Linked DNA regions of Sus scrofa: region 1 is linked to region 2. The links are chromatin contacts, called in public Hi-C maps. All regions are on one chromosome and are shown on one strand. Each heading gives the region's core, a stretch centred on a gene start, on an enhancer-like site or on the middle of the called end of the contact. The rest is flanking DNA. Distances are from core to core; before and after follow the strand shown.

Region 1 (6,514 bases), core at 341-2,840, 53 kb before region 2:
ATGCTAGGGCTCGTCTCAGCCTGGGGTTGAGATGGAGGAGGAATCAGGGCGAGCTGTTATCAGAGGAGCTCACAGCCAGGCCAGCAGGAGCCCGGGGAAGTGGGGCAGCGAAGGGAAGGCAGCCGGCAGGAGGTGTGTTATCAGGCAGGTCACCCCAGGCTGACTGGGGCCTAATCTCACTGGGCCGTGGGGTGGGGGGCTGGGGTGTAGGGGGAGTTGGGGGGGTGGTTCAGGGAGTCACACCTCAGAGCAATCTGCCTGGAGGGCGAGGGAGCTGGGGTATACCCCAACCCCATTCTGTCCCAGGGCTAGCCAGTCAAGGGCATTCATTCTCTGGCACTTCCAGGCCCTCAGGCAGGCAGAGGTTAGATCCTTTGGGCTTCAAGATGATGGGCCCTGGGGGGTATGGAGGGGGTACCCATGGCTTCTGCACTTTATGTATTTATGTTTTGTTTTGTTTCTTTAACAATACACTTTTTTTTTCTCTTTCTTTTTAGGGCTGCACCTGCAACCTATGGAAGTTCCCAGGCTCGGGGTCCAGCCTGCGCCACAGCCACAGCCACAGCCACAGTAACACTGGGTCTGAGCTACATCTACACCACAGCTCATGGCAATGCCAGATCCTTAACCCGCTGAGCAAGGCCAGGGATAGAACCCACATCCTCATGGATATTAGTCAGGTTCTTTACAGCTGAGCCACAGCGGGAACTCCTGTGTATGTATGTTAATCCTCATAATCCTGCTGTGTGCAAATCAGAGCCCCCTGGGGTGTGGAGAGGCTGCATGACCATCTCGCACTGGGAGGGTTCAAGCCCGGAGGTGCTCACCTCCCACCCTTTCTGCTCAGTAACTAAGAAAGAGGAGTGTCCAGGACTGTGCACTTTAATAAGCTGCCGGCCAGGCGAGGCGGGCCACTGGCCAGACTTGGAGAATGATGGCCACGGCCACCCGCTTTTTCACAAATTTCCACTTTCCCCCTTCCCCTTCATTTGCCCCTCTTCCCAGGTCCTCCCCCGGGAGCTCCCTGTGCCACATCTCTGTCCCTGAGGGCCCAGGGGTAGAGAGGGCAATCACCAGACTGGAGTAGGTCCCAAAGAAGCATCGAGCAGGGGACTTCCAGCCCTGTGGCTCCCGAGGCCATGAGGGGTGGCGAGGCTGGTGGCTGAGAACAGGAAAGGCCGCAGGGGTCGGGGGAGGCCCTGGACTAAGTCGCTGTTTCCTTAGCTTCTCGGGGATTAGAAGAGAGGAAGGGATGGGGGCGAGGCGGCTGGGTGATGAGCTTTGGAGGGAGTGATGGAGGGGGCGTCGGGCTGCAGAAAAGCTGCAGACGAGGGACCGAGGGACTGAGAAAACGGGAGAAGGGCCCTCTGCAGCCCAGCCTGGAGGGTGAGTTGCAAAGAGCCCACCGGAGGAGCCGCCTGGCGCCAGAGACAATGTGGGGTGACCCTCAAGGGCAGGGGGTCTCTCCCCAGCGCTGTCTGCAGACACCGCCAGGTGCAGCTTCCTGGGACACAACTTCTCTCTAATACGCTGTTAGCTTCCTCTGGCAGCTGTGACCAATGACCACAAGCGGTGGCTTCAAACAACCCCAACTCCATCACTTACGGTCCGAGGTCAGCAGTCCGAAAGCCAAGGTCTTGACTGGGCTGCATGCCCTCTGGCAGTGGCTCTGAGCAAAACTCAACCTCCTTGCCTTCTAGAAGCCGCTGCATTATTCTGGCTTCTGTTCGCCCCTCACGTCTTCCCTGTCTCTCCTGCCTCCCTCGTTCCTCCATAGGCACCCTTTTGATGACACTGGAGAATCTCCCCGTCATCTTCTCCTTCACTGAATCCCACCGGGCAAGTCCCTTCTCCCTTGTGGTAACCGATTCACACTGGGGCGATGAGAGGATGAGGGGCGGGTGGGAGTAAGGACCAGTTTCTTGTCTCCACCAGCCTTAGCCACCTGGGTGATGCTGCGGAAAGCAGGTCCCTTCTCGGGCCTCGGCTTTGCCCCCTGGGAGCATCTTGGAGGTGGGGGTATGGACGTTCTGTACCAGGACCTGCCGAGGTCCCACGGTGGTGTGTATGTTTAATTTTCTACATTTGGATGTGATCCTAATCCAATAAATGCTTAGGAGATTTCTATAGAAGAGATGAATTTTTGCTAGAAAAAAAAATATAATTGCTGGATGTTAAGGCTGCTGCCCTGGCAAATCTGCCTTGGTCATATATCTGAGAAAGTACAAGATGCGATAGGTTTGCACATAAATATGCCATTCTCCCCGCGGGCCCCGGCCAAGCACTCCGGGGAGGTTTCCCTCAGTGATTTATTCTTCATTAATAAGCTCTATGCTATATTAGGATCAGATTTATGGCTCTGCCTTTCCCATCTTTCTGACATTTCATCTGCAAAGAATTACAAATGAAATCTTAAAACTTGGTGGTTTCTCGCTGCTGGTGCCCAGAATCGGAGGCCCGAGGAGCAGGGCACGGAGGCAAGTTTCTAGAGCAAAAGGAAAGTTTGCTTGACCTTGGGTGGCCTTAAGATCGCACGCAGCTCCGGGAGGTGAGCCGTTCGGGCTGGAAGGCTGTGACCACAAGCATAGTGGCAGCAACAATGCCAGTGACATTCTGAGAGGCCTGCCGTGCTGCCAGGCACTGTGACTCATTCATTCATTCATTCATTCATTCAACAAATATTTATTCAGCCCTGACTGTGCCAAGGGCTGTGTGAGCTGACTAGTGACTGGGATGCAGCGAAAGACAACACGAGGCAAAGACGGAGATCCTGGCCCTGAACTGAACCATGTCCTGGCAGAGGTGGGGCGTGTGTGTCAATCAGAACAGCATGTGCAGGATAAATACGGGAAATATCTAGTATGTTTGCAGGTGATAAGGGCTAGGGCAAAAAGAGCAGGTCGCAGAGTTCCTGTTGTGGCTCCGCAGGTTAAGAACCCGACATAGCGTCCCTGAGGATGGGGTTCGATCCCTGGCCTCGCTCAGTGGGTTAAGGACGTAGGGGTGCGGCGAGCTGTGGTGTAGGATGGGAGGTTGCAGATGTGGCTTGGATCCTGTGTGGCCGTGGCTGTGGCAAAGGCCAGCAGCTGCTGCTTTGATTGGACCCCTAGCCCAGGAACTTCTGTAGACTGCAGGTATAGCCTAGGAAGAAAAAAAAAAAAAATGCGTGTGGCATTTTGGAAGCACTTTGACTCAGGGTAGTGCAGTTATTCCCATTTCACAGACCAGGAAAGAGGCTCCGTGACCAAGGAGCCATGCAGTGACACCGAGGGACAGTTTGCAAGGTGCTGTCTCAGCCTGTAGTGTCCATTCTCCTCTTGGCCACACGCTGGAATCCCCGGGGACCTTAAAAATATGGTCACCTGGGCCCCACCCAGAGAGGGTCTGGGTGCAGACCGGGACTTGGGGAGTTTAAAGGGCCCCTGTGGTTCTCTTGTGCTTCCAGGGCTGAGAAGCAGCCCCGGCCTGGCCTCGGCCGCATTAAAAGGCGGGGGCACCGCCGTGAACCCCAGCACCGCCTCTGGGTCTCCATTTTCCCACCTGTAGGATGTGGGTAAAACTCTGCCCCGTGCCCTGAGGGTGACATGAAAGTGGCACACAGCCAGTGCTCCAGGCCCTGCAGCCCCCTCTCCCAGGCCAGCCACCCACGTCCAGCTGGCCCTCCTGACCCCCGAGTGGCTCCGAGGATGTCCCTCCCAGAGCCGTGGGTCGCTCTGCAGGGTGGCCCCCAGAGATCACAACAGCCAGCGTGATTTCAGCAGGTCAGGGGGGCGGGAGGAAGGGGCCCCGTCTATCACCCCCATTCTGTTCATGGACTCAAACAGTGGGTTCCAGCATGGATGGTGACGCTCTCCTTGTCACCCACCACCTACCCCCTCACTTGACAGATGGGACAAACAGAAATAACTCAAAAAAGATTACGGTGCTGGGCAGAAAGGGCGAAGGGCAGGTGCATGCGTGAGGTGGGGGGAGGGCAGGTAGGAGGCCATACATAGGCGGCTGTCCTGCCCTGCTGGCCTGTGGATATTCAAGCAAGGACAGGGAGGCTTCCTGGAGGAGGAGGGACTGGTAGGGGCTGAAAAAGAGAGGCCAGGCATGGGGGTTTGGAGGGTGTTGTGAAGGGGACCCACTGCCAGGCTCCCCCCCCAACCCGCCACCCCCACCTGGCCGAGGACTCTCTCTGTTTCTCTAGGGGCTGCTCTGCTGGGACCCGTTTGCAGACAAGCAAGGGGTGGGGAGGAGGAGATGGAGGGAGAGGAGCCCAGCTGGGCGATGGGAGAGAAGGTGGTTCCAGGCTACCTGGTCTCGAAACCAGGCCTGTGCACTTGGACTTGATCGCTGGGGAGCCAGAGTGGCTTCCTGAGCAGGGGAAGGACGAGAGGAGAATCCCTCTAGGGGGTGAGGGAGGAACAGAGAGGCAGCAGGTCACAAGAGAAAACTGACAGATGCTCCTGTTACCCTGCTTTGTGGCTTGAGGTCATGACTGCCCAAGCCTGACTCAGACTTACTCATTTTAAAGGGAAGTCATGATAATTGGGAAGAATCAATCAGGTAAAGTACCTGTAAAGTGCTTCAAAAGTATAAACCACAATGCGAGTTCTGTTGTTGCTAGTGTTTGGAGGATTCACCCAGCACCCCCCCCCCCAAAAAAAACCCGCTACCTTAAAGGGGGAAAGAAAGACATTTATATCCTCTGCCCATAGACTAAATTTCATTGACATTGACCTAAAATGACTGATTCAATTTCCATATTAACATTGTCTTTATTAGCTACCATTTTATTTCCTAATAAAGCACAAATCAAATGGAAGATGCAGCTAGATTTCCTTTTGTAAATAATACCTAATGGATTTAGTATTGTCAGCAGCCTAGAAAGTTCTAGTGGCTCAGACAGCAGTGAAACTCCAGTCGGAGCTGCTGCACAGTGAAGGTCCTCTGACCAGCACCCCTTGGAAAACTCTGTGCTTGGCGTCAGGCTGCAGCAGAATCGCCTCAGCCAAAAAACCAGAGTCCCCCTGTCCCTCACCTTGAGGTTCTGGTTGTCTAGGCGTGGGGTGAGGCCCTGAAGTCTGTGTGTTTTAAAGACTCCACGGAAAATTTAGATGCTCATAATGTAATATAATATTTCCCCCATTCTTCTTGTCCTCTAGAATTAACCTGGACGTTGAGGTCTTATGGGGTGCAGTTCTAAAACCGACCACAGGATGTCGCTTTGCAGCCACAATTCCCCACCGTGTGAGCCTCCAGGGAGGCAGGTGCCTTTCGCAGGGATGCGGCTGTTCCCTAAAGGTCTAAAACCTCGGTATCCTCGCTCCTTCCTCATGGACATCCTCCCCACGGGTGTGAACTGTCCCCGCTCCTGGTCTGCCCTGCCTCAGACAAAGCCTCTCAACAGACAAGAGCTTGGAGCTACCAACTGTTTGAAGTCTCCAAAGGCAGAAAATTATTAGGGCTGAAAGGGACCTCAGAACATCAAGGGCAGTGGGTTTCAAACTTCTTTTTTTTTTTAATGGTGTGGTTTTGAACCTTTATATACTCCCTCTGCCTCATTTTCTTCATCTGGAAATGGGATAAGAATATATCGTGTGTGTTGTTATGAGGACAAAGAGAATGAATGCATGTAAATGCACATAGTTAGGCCCTCCATCATTGGAAGTTTTGTGGGGTTTTTTTGTCTTTTTAGGGCCGCCTCTGTGGCATATGGACATTCCCAGGCTAGGGGTTGAGTCGGAGCTGCCAGCCTACACCAGAGCTACGGCAATGCCAGATCTGAGCAGCATCCTCGACCTACACTGCAGCTTGTGGCAATGCTGGATCCTTAACCCAGTGAGCGAGGCCAGGGATCAAACCTGAATCCTCATGGACAACATATTGCCTTCTTAACCTGATGAGCCACAGCGGGAACTCCAGCTCTTTTCATTATAGTTTTACATATAGTTTCACTGAGGCTCTGTGAAGAGAAGTGACTTGCCCGAGTGAGCTAGTGCTGCATCTGGGGCTCCAGCTCAGAATTCTTGTTTCCCAGTCCACCACGATGACACTCTGTCTCTGCCTTGAGGGGAAAATCAAGAGCTCGGAAGATAGCACAAGGAATAATAAAAGATGGCTGTTTGGGCAGTGAGCTCTACTGGAAGCTAGGCAAGGCTCTGATCTTGTCTTGAGGACAGTGTGGTGAGTTTCCCTCCAGCCTCTCTCTGGCTTGTGGGTGAGAATGAGTCTCTATTCCCCCGGGGCCGTGAGAACAACAAGGGCTGTGCCTCCCAGCAATGCAGTGAGAGTCAGACCAGAACATCAGAAAGGCTTGTCCATGTTCCCTGCGATCTGAGAGCCACAGACTCTTCCCCCGCAGCCCCCGCCTCATCCCTAAGAGAGGTGGCCCCTTGCAGGAGGCCATGGGTCCACGACTTGGCACCAAACTGAGACCCCAGAGACCTCGGCCTAAATCTGGCTCAGCTGCAATTTGCTCTTTGGCCTTTGTCGGATCACCTCCTCATTTGCAAACTGGGGGAGCTGG
Region 2 (5,745 bases), core at 339-2,838:
TTAGGACAGATGGGGCCACCTGTGTCCACGCCCTGCACAGAGGATGCTGCCTCCCGTCCAGGGCCTGGACCCAGCTGCCCCCCAGGTCAGAAGCTAAAACTGTGCTTGCAGCTCCCATGCCTTCTGGTGCCAGCTCACTGGCTAGACCAGGGGTGGTGGGAGCTGGAAGGATGCCGCTCTGGTATCTCCCACCACTTGGTGGAGATTTGCTCCTGCTTTTGGCCCTGACACCCCACCCCACCCCACCCCCTGCCAGGGCTGACTTGTAACGGGATCCAAGTGGCTTCAAATCTCAGTTCTCTGCTTGCTGACAAACCACTTAATCTCTGAAGCCTCCGTTTCTTCACCTTCACCTTGGGAGTTCTCCGGGGGTACATTTCGGGTGCAGCCCAAATGGTGTCTGCATCCAGCAGGTGCTCATAGACGTGAGGCTCCCCTGCCTTGTCCCCTCTCCAGTGGCGTCAGCAGCTGGACCCTGGTTCCCCTCTTCTCAGGAGAGGAGTGTTTGGAGTCTCCTTTCTGAGCCCCTGAGCCTGTCCCCAGGCTGTACCCTCACCACCTCAGCCCCCTTCCTGCTCTGGGCTCTCACTGCCAGTCCCCTGCCCGTCCCACACCCTGGCACTTGAAATCCAAGGCTACGCTGGCATGCCATCCTTCCCCTACTTCCAGGTAGGACTGTCCCTCCGCTGGTGCTGACAGTGGCTCCCAGTGTACCCCAGCGTGTCAACCCTGGTCTTCGACCCCCATCAAAGCTAGAACATAGGTAACCAAAGAGGACCTACGGTTTAACACACGGAACTCTGCTCACTATTCTCTAATAACCTATATGGGACAAGGAAAAAGAATAGATGCGTGTATATGTATGATTGAATCACTTCGCTGCACACCTGAAACTGACACAACCCTGTAAGTCAACTACACGCCAATAAAATTACAAAAAAAAAAACCCACCCAAAGAGAACCCTCCCAGGACCCTTATGCTACAAATGTTCCGCCCCATACCTTTGGTCTCGAAGGGGTGGTGGGGAGGCCTCCCTCCGTTCTCTGCCCGGTTCATGGTCTTGTTGTTCGGCTCTGGCAGAGGCTCCGGGTACTCGCTCAGCTCAGGGATGATTTCCGTGGCATCGTTCTTGAAGGCCTGCCACCCCTGGCCCTCTACCATGCGGAAGGCTGCGTGTACCAGCAGGCAGACGAGACACAGGGTGAGCGAGAGCTGCATGGTGCCAGCCGGAGGAGGGCACCGGGCCGTCCAGTAGCACAGGCTCTGGTCCCCAGCCTGGCCACGTTTGCCTTTTTAAAGCCCCCTCTGCCTCGTGCCAGCCAATGAGGACAGGCTGGGGCAGGGCTGGTCCCATGCTTCCCTCAGCCCAGGGGGAGGGAACGGGGTGTGCTCAGAGCAGGCCCTCCCCCAAAGACTTCTCCTCGGGCTCAGAAATCTCCCCAAAGTGCGGCTGGTGCTCCCAGGTGACCCACAGCGAGGGGGCGGGCCAGACGAGCCTGCTCTCCGTGTCTCCCTCCCACGCGCAGGCGCCTGTGGTTTTCAGATATCAGAAGGAGCTCCAGCTCCTCGCCTCCACCTCTCTGGGCCCCTCGGGCTTTCTCAAAACCAACCTGGACCAGTTTAACAAAGAAAACGGCAGCTCTGCGTCCTCCATAGGTCTCAGCCCAGCTGATCCCATGTCTCAGACCAAGTTCATTTGTCTCGGGGGTCTACGAGTATCTGTCCCTCCCCCCACCCCCTTCCCCTGCCCCAGATCCCGGCAGACGCAGGAGGATGCTTTTTAAGAAACCTCCTTGGCCCTCAACTCCATGCAGCTCGGCATCAATTATCCAGACCAAGAAAGCGCCACTCGTGTCCTCTGGAAGGGAAGAGGGAAAACCAGAAGGCCACAGCCAGCGCTCCCGCTTGGTGGAGGGAGCAGGGGTTCTGGGTTCAAGGCCAGGATGCACAGTCAGCAGGCCCTGGTGATGGAGACAAGGAGGAAACCTTAGCTCATGCTTCTCAGAAATCCTGCATTTGGTGACAGGCGCGTCTTGGCGGGCTAATGTGCCAAAGGCAGTTATTTCCCTGGGCCAGGCTGTGGGAAGGAGCAGAGAGCAGAAAATTCCTTTTCTTAGCAAAAGCGAAAGCCAGCATTTTTAGTGCTAACGTTCTTTTTCTTGTCTCCCAGCCCCTTACATTTTTCAAAGCGAGCTCTGAGGCCATTATGGAAAACCTTATCGGTGCAGAGTACAGGGAACATTCCGTGAAGCCACCCCAGGTCCAGCCAGCCACAGAGAACCCAAAAGGAATTGCTCCCTAGGCCCTGGAGAAGAAAGAAAGGCCCGGGGGGAGGCAGGTTCACACCTGAGGTGCAGGAAAATGAAGGAGGGCCGGCGGCGGAAGCTTTCATTGCAGATGTATTGTCTGAGGCGGCACAGCCCCTCCCGGCCCTGGAGGAGGCTGGGAAGAGGGCCGTGGCCCAGGTCCCCTTGGTATTTTCACTGGGCAATGAATCAGCGCACCCCACCTGCAGAGCCTCGGCAACGCCTCTGCCACCTGCCTCGACTTGTAAGTCGCTGTGTCCATCTGCGGCCGTCTGTCCCTCCTTTCCATCATCCATCACTCGACACATGAATGCAGCTGCTCTGACAGTTTTACAAGCCAGACAGAAGCCCCTACAGGAAGGGCCTTCTCTGATACCTGCTTCCTAAGTCAGTTTCCTTCAGGGCAGACGAAAACAGCTGTGGCCATTGTTGGGGGTGATCTATCTCTCCCAGCAGAGCTGGCCTGTGTTGTGAGAAAGGGGGCCCTGCGAGCCCCCTCCCCTTGTCTGTGACCCTCCAGCCTCCTTTTTCCTTGCTCTGGAATGTGAGCCATTAACCCTGTTGCGGCCAGACAACTGTCTTCTTGCCCTGGACTTCGGAGAGGGCAGTTCCGCTGTCTGGAGTCTTTGAGCTGGTGAGAATGATGCTGGAGCCCCACCTGCTGTTGGGATCTGCGGCTCATCCACAGGAAAGGGACTCGGTGGGGACCATCCTTGGAACACGTCTGCCACCTGCTGGAGATGGGAGGAAGAGCCAGCGACCAGAGGACGGCAGGGCTCAGGATTTCATTTATTTTATTTGAAACTGAAGTAATGTTTAGGGAGAGCACAGGGGAGGGAGAAGGAAAAGAAGAAGAAGACGAAGGAGAGGAAGGGGAAGAGGAAGAAGAAAAAGAAGAATCCAGTGGACTTGAACTTCTAACTTATCTCCATCCTTTAGAATTACTCTCTGCCAAGGTAATGGTCACGCTTTCCATAGAATGTCTCAGAGAGAATTTACTATGATGCCATCTGCTTTTCCCCTTAACACTAATTCAGCTTTATATTTATTCAGTCCGCAAACGTGGCAATGTTCAGAGCTAGACAATACTCCCTGGAATTAGACTCCCAGGGTTTTATTTCTGTTGTGGGTAGTTTAGGGGGCTCCCCTATCCTCCATAGGGATGCTGTGAACATCCTTGGACAAAGTCGTTTTTTGAATTGAACCTTTTATTTTGTGGTCATCGTATCACGTGCACTTGTACGAAATAATACAGAGAAAATTTCCTATTCCCTTTGCCTAGTTTTCTCGTATCATCTTGCAAAACCCAGGGTTCTGACATCGACCCAATGCACTGGTCTTAGATTTCCCCAGTTTTATTTGTACGTGTGTGTGTGTGTGTTTAGTTTTATGCAACTTTATCGTGTGGGTTGGTTCAAGTAACCACCATCACAGCCAAAACAAAGAACAATTTTGTGACCGCAGAGATGACCTCTCCTTGCTTTTTTTTTTTTTTTTCCTTTCTTCTTAGGGCCGCACCTGGGGCATATGGAAGTTCCCAGGCTAGGGATAGAATTGGAGCTGTAGCCACTGGCCTTCACCACAGCTCACAGCAATGCTGGATCCTTAACCCACTAAGCGAGGCCAGGGATCGAACCCTCATCCTCATGGATCCTAGTCAGGATCGTTTCCCCTGCGCCACAATGGGAACTCCTAATTTCCCCGTTTTTATAAGGACGTCAGTCACGTTGGATTAGCGCCCACCCTGATGACCTCATCTCAACACCTGCAACAACCCTACTTTCAAATAAGGTCATGTTCTGAGGTACTTGGAATAATAGATGAATATTGTTTTCTTTTTCCCTTTTTTTTTTTTTAGAGCCACACCTGAGGCGTATGGTTGTTCCCAAGCTAGGGAACTACCACAGCCACAGCAATACCAGATCCTCAACCCTCTGAGCGAGGCCAGGGATCAAACCCACATCCTCATGGATACTAGTTGGGTTCTTAACCCGCTGAGCCACAGTGAGAACTCCTCAACATATAAATTTTGGAGGAACACAATTCAACACATAATAGCATGTTTCTCCGCAAGGCTGCCAATGCCAAGCTTGGGCTGTTAAAACAATTTCAATTGGGAGTTCCCGTCGAGACTCAGCGGAAACAAACCTGACTAGTATCCATGAAGATGTAGGTTCGATCCCTGGCCTTGCTCAGTGGGTTAAGGATCCGGCGTTGCCATGAGCTGTGGTGTAGCTCTCAGGCACAGCTTGGATCTGGCATTGCTGTAGCTGTGGTGTAGGCCAGTGGCTACAGCTCTGATTCGACCCCTAGCCTGGAAACCTCCAGATGCTGAGGGTGCAGCCCTAAAAAGACAAAAAATTGAAAAATTAAGAAAAAATAAAAGAACAAAGTGTAATGGGCCTTTTATTTTCTAATTAATTAATTAATATTATTATTTGCTTTCTAGGGCCACACCTGCAACATATGGAAGTTCCCAAGCTAGGGGTCGAATCAGAGCTATGGCTGCCGACCTACACCACAGCCAGGCAACTTGGGATCCAAGCCGCATCTGTGACCTACACTACAGCTCACAGTGACGCCGGATCCTTAACCTACTGAGCGAGGTCAGGGATGGAACCCTCACCCTCATGGATACCAGTTAGGTTCATCGCCACTGAGCCACAGTGGCAAGTCCTATTATGGGCCTTTAGAGAAGAGAACACCCTTGGGGTGGATCTGGGAAGATGTGGCATTTGGACCAGACTCTGAAGAACATGCCAAATTTGGAAAGTAAGTTATGCTCCCGGGACTCGGGACTGTAGAGTGTTTGAAAGAGACCTCAGGGGTAAGTTTGCTTCACTCTCCACTTGGCTCCCAAGCCCCCCATCTCTCATTCATGGAAACTGAGGATTCTTTTTTTTTTTTTTTTTTTTTTTTTAAGGGCTACACCTTCAGCATATGGAAGTTCCCAGGGAGGGCTGAATCAGAATTGGAGTTGCAGCTGCGGGCCTCCATGGCAACGCACAGCCACGGCAACATGGGATCAGAGCTGCATCTATGACCTATGCCGCACCTCTTGGCAACACCAGATCCTTAACCCACTGAGTGAGACCAGGGATGGAACCCACATCCTCGGGGACACTATGTCAGGTTCTTAACCTACAGAGCCACAATGGGAACTCCCCAACTTCTTATAAATGGGTTGGCAATTCAGCAGACTATATAGGTCAGAGACTGTCTTTTTCACAGCTAGACTCAGGCATGTCCACAACCATAAAATTACGCAAGGGAGCAGCAGACACCCCTCCTTGGTTAGCTCTGAATGTTGGGATATCCTTGACACTGTACCACCCCGAGCAGACGCCAAAAATTACCTGGATACCAAACTGTTAAAACACTGTGATTATCATTCCTGAGTCTCATTTTACAGGTGGGGTCCTTAAAGCAGCCTGGACC

What was found. A called contact is a pair of places that touch in the nucleus more often than the background predicts.
Region 1: a Hi-C map of liver shows a contact between it and region 2, with 9 times the contacts expected there. The contact joins the enhancer-like site here to the promoter of SOST in region 2. A contact is called at or near these places in 2 of 5 promoter capture datasets (fetal skeletal muscle and liver), 29 of 47 Hi-C or Micro-C datasets (adipocytes, adipose tissue, alveolar macrophages and 17 more) and 2 of 2 datasets of contacts at active chromatin or transcription factors (alveolar macrophages and skeletal muscle).

What each region holds. Positions count from the first base shown.
Region 1 is chr12:19,402,652-19,409,165 of Sscrofa11.1, reverse strand. The region is part of intron 1 of LOC106505423 (a long non-coding RNA gene); the gene reads left to right. Among named protein-coding and RNA genes, the nearest start is that of MEOX1, 25 kb to the left of the region's middle. Within about 2 kb of position 1,590, at least 1 of the 83 cell types and tissues checked has an H3K27ac peak or open chromatin away from gene starts, as enhancers often do. A contact at or near this core is called in liver, where this site is marked.
Region 2 is chr12:19,350,755-19,356,499 of Sscrofa11.1, reverse strand. It overlaps SOST (sclerostin), which reads right to left and starts at 1,588. Exons shown (of 2, transcript XM_003131361.3): 1 at 1,003-1,588. The coding sequence starts at 1,219.